Linked DNA regions of Sus scrofa: region 1 is linked to region 2. The links are chromatin contacts, called in public Hi-C maps. All regions are on one chromosome and are shown on one strand. Each heading gives the region's core, a stretch centred on a gene start, on an enhancer-like site or on the middle of the called end of the contact. The rest is flanking DNA. Distances are from core to core; before and after follow the strand shown. Region 1 holds the start of SHAS2 (hyaluronan synthase 2). Region 2 has its middle 140 kb from the start of SHAS2.

Region 1 (2,844 bases), core at 304-2,803, 140 kb after region 2:
GAAGCAGGAATCTGATTCAGTTGGATGAAACCAGACTCTGAAATTTAAGCCATTTTCTCAAGAGTTGACCACCTAAGGCAGGGTTCAAACAAAGGCTGAAGGCTTCAAGGAGAAAATGAGTAAGTGGGTTTCCCCAGAGCGGTGTGAAGTCATCAGGCCAAGGTAATACTTCCCAGAGGTGTAACCGCTGTGGGGGGGGGGGCGATGGGGAGACAGAAATGCATGGTACTTTGCAGGTCGGCCCCTGGGGGCTGGGTTGGCTGACGCCTGATATTGCAGTAAAATTCTTGACCTCGAATCGCAGCCCCTAACACCGCTTTCTGTGCAACGTGTTGAAAAGCATCGCTCCCAGTTTACTGACGTTTCTGTTTTGACTTGTTTCTTATTGTACAAGATACATGATAAGGAGTAAGAACCCAGTTTTCAAGGCCTAGTCGAGTTCGAAGGAAGGCCACACCTCAGAGGAAGCTTGGAAGGGAAAGAAAAAGAGAAAAGAAAAGAAAAGAAAAGAAAAGAAAAGAAAAGAAAAGAAAAGAAAAGAAAAGAAAAGAAAAGAAAAGAAAGGAAATTTCTTTCATCCTAACTTTGGCAGAATCTCCAAAAGCCGAAATAGTTAATTTGTAAGCTCTTTCATTTTTTCCTAAACAGTGCCACCTACTGTCCATTTGAAGTCATCGGGAGGCTTGTTGGCAAGGACCAAAGAAAAAGGGGGAAAAGGAACAGAGAAAACTAACAAGGGAAGAAAGATGAGAACGGGCCATCATGAAGCAACAAGTATTTTGACTCGTTATCTTCTTAAAAGGCTCGCAAGAAGCCGAAGCCACTTAATCCATTCCCTTAGAAATTGCTTTTCTTGAGCGCGCTATTTTGGAGTTCTCTAGAGGATGATTTTTATTTTGTTATATTTTATAATGCTCGCTATTTGAATATTTTTATGTTAGAGGATCAGGTTAAGCAAAAAACTTCTGAGTAAAGGGGACTTTTGACATGTGCCATCAGCTCCAAAACTTTCGAGTTGGCGGGAAGAAAGGGTTAACAAGTGAGAGACCAGTTGCTGATTTTTTTTCAGTTTCAGCCGACTTTTCGGAGGCTCCAGGTGTACACACACACACACACACACACACACACAGCCTAAGGGCACCATTTGGTCTTAAAGCAAATTATTTAAATAGTACTGGCAGTTCATCGCGAAGAGGGAATCCTTGTAACTCGGACGAGTCAGGGATGTCTACAAAGCTTGGCCTCCCGGCTGCACCGCGGGAGGAAGGGGGTAATCAGGTGGTGGCCAGCATGCGTGCACTTCTCTGCACACGTTAGCAATCAAGTTAATTGAATTCATTGGAGTTCAGAAGCGGCCTCTAGCTCAGAGAGAGCTTTGAATGGCCAATTTCTCTCTCCCTCTCCCCCTCCCCGCCTCCCGCCCGCCCGGCCGCCCGCGCTCCCAGTTCCCTCCCCTCCGGGTTCCCCAGTCCGCACCTCCCTTCTCCACTCCCCTCACCCCCCACTCCCTCCTCCGCCCTATTAAAACACCCACCAGCTCACTTGTTAAGACCCCCTTAAGTTAGAGGAGGCAGAAAGGCAACAACCGCGAGGAAGGAGAAGTCAAGACGTCTGGAAAGAATTACCCAGTCCTGGCTTCCAGCAGCCCATTGAACCAGGGACTTGAACCAGCCCCAGCCAAAGACTTTCTCTCGATTCTACGCTTCCTGGGTTCTGCTGAGTTTTCACCAGGCCTTTTTTTTCCCCCTCTTTCTTCTGCTTTTTTTTTTTTTTTAATACAAAAAAGACTTTCCGATATTAGAAGAGGGGAACAAGAGCAAAAAATAAAGTTCATTTATTTTTAAAGCACAGACAAAATTTTCTTTTAAGAGTTAGAAGATTGAAGTGCAACGGAAATATTAAGAAAACATACCAGTGATTTTTTTTTTAATTGGGGGGAACCTAAAGATTTAAGATTCCCCTATTCATTTTAAATGTTGTTTTTAAATTTTTTATTTTTTTTGGCCGGTCGCCTCAAATTCATCTGATCTCCTATTACCTCAGTTTTGGAAACTGCCCGCCACCGACCCTCCGGGACCACACAGACAGGCTGAGGACAACTTTATGACCAAGAACTGAACAAGGTACGTTGCACTGGCGCGATTCGGTGAACGCTGAGGGTCCTCGAACAGGCCAGGGACAGGGAGGACATTATTCACATAAGTGTTAAAAACATTTAAGTCAGCTTTCGACAGAAAAGTTTGAGGTCTGAAAATTTCCATCACCCTGAAAACCAGACGACATTTCACATCGCTGTCAGCCTTAGCAACATAGCCGCTGTCTTCTCCCAGCCCTGCGCGCTCGCCAGAAATCCGTTGCCTTTCTGGGAACACAGGTAACTTCTTTGCCTGGGAAAGGCTGCCCGGCCCGGGATGTACTTTTCCATCCCACATCTTCCGGAGCTGCAGAGAGGCTCACGCGTTGGGAGACAAGAATTTCCACTGTGAAAAGAAAATGCATTCCACACAGCCGCCCCCTTACCCCTTCCAATCCCATCATTATTCTTCCCCCCCCCCCATACACAGAGTGGGGAGGAAAACCCTGGACAGCCTAGAGAGTTTTCCTTCTCTTTGGGAAGCCCCTTTCTTACTTGGAATGCAAAGGGTTAAGGCGATCCGGGGTCCCAACTCCGGCCCCAGGGAAGGAGGGTCCTTCGCCACCTCCTTGCAGCTACCGGCCTCGCTCCGCCACTCCTCTTCTTTCCCTGGCCTCCCCTTCTTTGCACTCCTTGCACCCCATTAAAGTGTCAGCTGGGTCTGTCCCGGCTCAGCCCAGCTCCGGAAGCCTTACTGTGGCCAGGGGTCC
Region 2 (3,088 bases), core at 470-2,969:
AAAGTAAATTACACTGAAAGCAGAGTTGTGTCTACTTCACTTTGAAGGGGACGCTCAATAAATGGGAGTGGTGGAAACAATTCAAGAAGCCATGGGGGTACAAGTGTGCTTGTTATCTGTCAATGGCCCTGCTTATTCAAAGTGAGCTACCTCCCTAGTATCTAAATGTTTAACTTGGGAAACAGAACTCACGAGCTCTAGTTCTGCCTCAAATGTCTCTTTTTTCATATTATTCCATTTTTGAGTTATCTCACTATGAAAATAATATCTGCTTAGGGCAGATAATTAGACAAATCAAATTGTAAAGAAGGAGAATTATATCAATACTCATAGCAAACCCAAGGAATTACTGCTTCTATTGACACATTTCTTTCCAGCTTTGTTCCTATGCTTTTGTGTATATCAGGTTGAAAATAAGTAAGAATTTTTTTTCTTTTTTTCATTTTTTTAAACTTTTATTGAAGTATAGGTGATTTATAATGTGATAATTTCTGCTATACAAAAAAGTGATTCAGTTATACATGCATATCTTTATTTTACATCTTTTTTATGCTGCTTTATATTATTAGTCTTTTTCATACCATTCAAGTTCTTTATACACATCATTTTAACAGTACAAAGTAGTATACATAATTTATAGAATTATACAGATACTATAATAACCTTAGTCACAACTTCAATAATGAAGATTTCAATGATGCTCAAACATTCCAAATCATACAAAAAACAAACAAAAACAAAAACCCTCTCCCTAACTTCCACATAGACATTTCTGTGTCCTTCAAAGTTCTGATACATCCTTCAAAGGAGTGTCTGCCTTGCTGTCACCTCCATTTGAGACCTACTGCCATAATGAGCCATTGGTTGGTGGGGAAGGGATGGGAGCAGTGTTTTACATACTTCAGCTGTGTTTGATTAGGAGAGAATATACAATCTACTGATCTTTACAGAAAGAGGAGCACTATTTCTTAAGCAATGACAGTATTGCTGAAATAGGCTTACAGCTTTTGAAAAAGTATGTATTCTTTGAGGTGTATATATTAAAAGCTTGTTTCAAGTAGTATCATCCTTATTCCTTTGGATCCAAAGACCAATGCACTGAAATACATCATATTTCAAAGGAAACAAAGCTAGTTGTAGACAAAGAAAGACTAGGTTTCAAGTCTCTGACCAGTGGTAAGTTTTCCCTTTCTCCAACCAAATCCCCCACTGAATTCAGTACCATGGCAAACAGCCAGTGGCTAAAGGTCTCCTTATATTTTGTCTATTTTCCCTCGTGGGTAGGAAATGTATCTTCGAAGGAATACACTTACATGATGTAGAAAGAGAAGAAAAATGTCTGGCTCAAAGCCACATACGCTAAGTGACCCATTGCCTGAAAATGGAAAAAGTGACCACAGGAATTTAGCTTGAATGACCCTACCGCCAGTAAGCCTGACTCTGTCAGATGCAGGGGAAGCCAACAGAAAGAGGAAGTTCTGGTCAGACACACATTGACTCACTTGATAAGTGACTTCCTCAGATAATTTTCTTGTCCATTCAGAAACCTCCTATTTGTTTTCATAATAAGATAGGTAGAGTTGAAGCCAAAACCGTTGACATAGCAAAAGCAATCAGTGTTCAGACCTGGTCTTAGACTGTCCAAGTTGACCAGAGAAAGCTTATCATCCTTGTTAGCCATAGGGTAGATGGAAGGAAGAGCTGTTTGTAGACATTCCCATTCAAATGACCACATTTTCCTGACTATGCGATGAGTCCAGAGGCATTAGTTATCTTAGTCAGAGACAAGGGTAGGTCCCTGAATTCACATTGAAAATATGAAAGCAGTAACATCTGGAGGACTTGAGCCCCACCCGAGGCTCATATTTAAAATCTTCCCACAATCCAGCCCTTCTTCAGAGCCCACATGGAAGCTGTCAGAGCAAACCCACAGAGGATTGGTGACAATAGGCTGGACACATCCAGGGCTCTCCCAGATACATCCTAGGGATCAATGCAAAGCAACTAAAGTTCTGATGCTGAGCAATTGGGGGAGGAAAATATAAATTGTTGTCAGCCTACAATTTACCAGAAAAGGATTCACCTCCAAAGATGCTCAGTAGTTTGTCTCTGGTGAAAAGAAAGAACAGAGGTGAAAATACTGAGGGCTAGTTTCTTCTGATGCATAAGAGGCTTCTGAATATTTGAACCATCTACTTAAAACTGCCTTATATATCACTGCGAACTTTCCAGCATTTTAAAGAAACCAATGCACTTGGATCCCAAACTAAAAATAATATAATGTAATCTCTTTTTTTTGGGGGGGGAGACAATTTAGAAAATACTTCACAGTGGCTTTTCTAGTTGTATAAAATTATCAGCAAATCAACAGCCATCATTTATAGGCAAGCAAAATAGAATGACTATAAATAAGTACAACCGCAACTCAGTGAAACTTGCACTTTTAAACACTAGTTATGATGCTACAGGATATTTGATAAAAACTTATAATCTCTTCCCATTAAGGGATGGAACTGATGTCAAGCATATGAACCAAAGTGCTGATTTTTATTCTTTCTAATGTGTTATATCTTCAAGATCTATGGTAATGATCAACTTTCTTCATGATCTCATGTAGTTTGAGGATAAAAGACAGAATATAAAAATTAAAGTTCCAGGACTTCTCATTTGGAATTAGTAAAGACAGAATGCCTTCCATATACCATCTATTGTGCTAGATGCTTTTCCACTTGTAATATTCACTACAACATAAATAAGAACATTCTAACAACAGACACAGACTGAGATGGGAAACGTTGCCCCCAGTAGTTTCTGTCACTTGAGATGCTGAAGAAGGCAGTGTGTCAGGGTTCCCTTGCTTCTGTGTTGATCAGAAATTTAACAAGATAAGGGCTAGGGTAACCCTTAAAAGAAAGGCTGATCTGATTCTATTCCTTAAACCCCATAAGCACAAACACGTAAAAATGCTGCATTCACCCTGCAAACATTTCAGAATAAACACTTCAGAATAGCTCAGCCATCTTTCAAGAGTGAAGACTTTCTTACCATCAACCCTTTCCCTGAGGTCAACATCTCCAACAGCAGCCAG

Evidence for each region. Hi-C and Micro-C count contacts between places; a contact is called where the count stands out from the background.
Region 1: a contact with region 2 is called in a Hi-C map of embryonic fibroblasts, with 4 times the contacts expected there. The contact joins the promoter of SHAS2 here to the enhancer-like site in region 2. A contact is called at or near these places in 15 of 47 Hi-C or Micro-C datasets (brain, embryonic fibroblasts, epiblast stem cells and 10 more) and 1 of 2 datasets of contacts at active chromatin or transcription factors (alveolar macrophages).

What each region holds. Positions count from the first base shown.
Region 1 is chr4:17,581,601-17,584,444 of Sscrofa11.1, forward strand. It overlaps SHAS2 (hyaluronan synthase 2), which reads left to right and starts at 1,554. Exons shown (of 4, transcript NM_214053.1): 1 at 1,554-2,123. LOC106509979 (a long non-coding RNA gene) reads right to left here. Exons shown (of 2, transcript XR_001308039.2): 1 at 2,630-2,844; 2 at 1,760-2,480.
Region 2 is chr4:17,441,747-17,444,834 of Sscrofa11.1, forward strand. No RefSeq gene overlaps it. Among named protein-coding and RNA genes, the nearest start is that of SHAS2, 140 kb to the right of the region's middle. Within about 2 kb of position 1,720, at least 13 of the 83 cell types and tissues checked have an H3K27ac peak or open chromatin away from gene starts, as enhancers often do. A contact at or near this core is called in alveolar macrophages, embryonic fibroblasts and retroperitoneal adipose tissue, where this site is marked.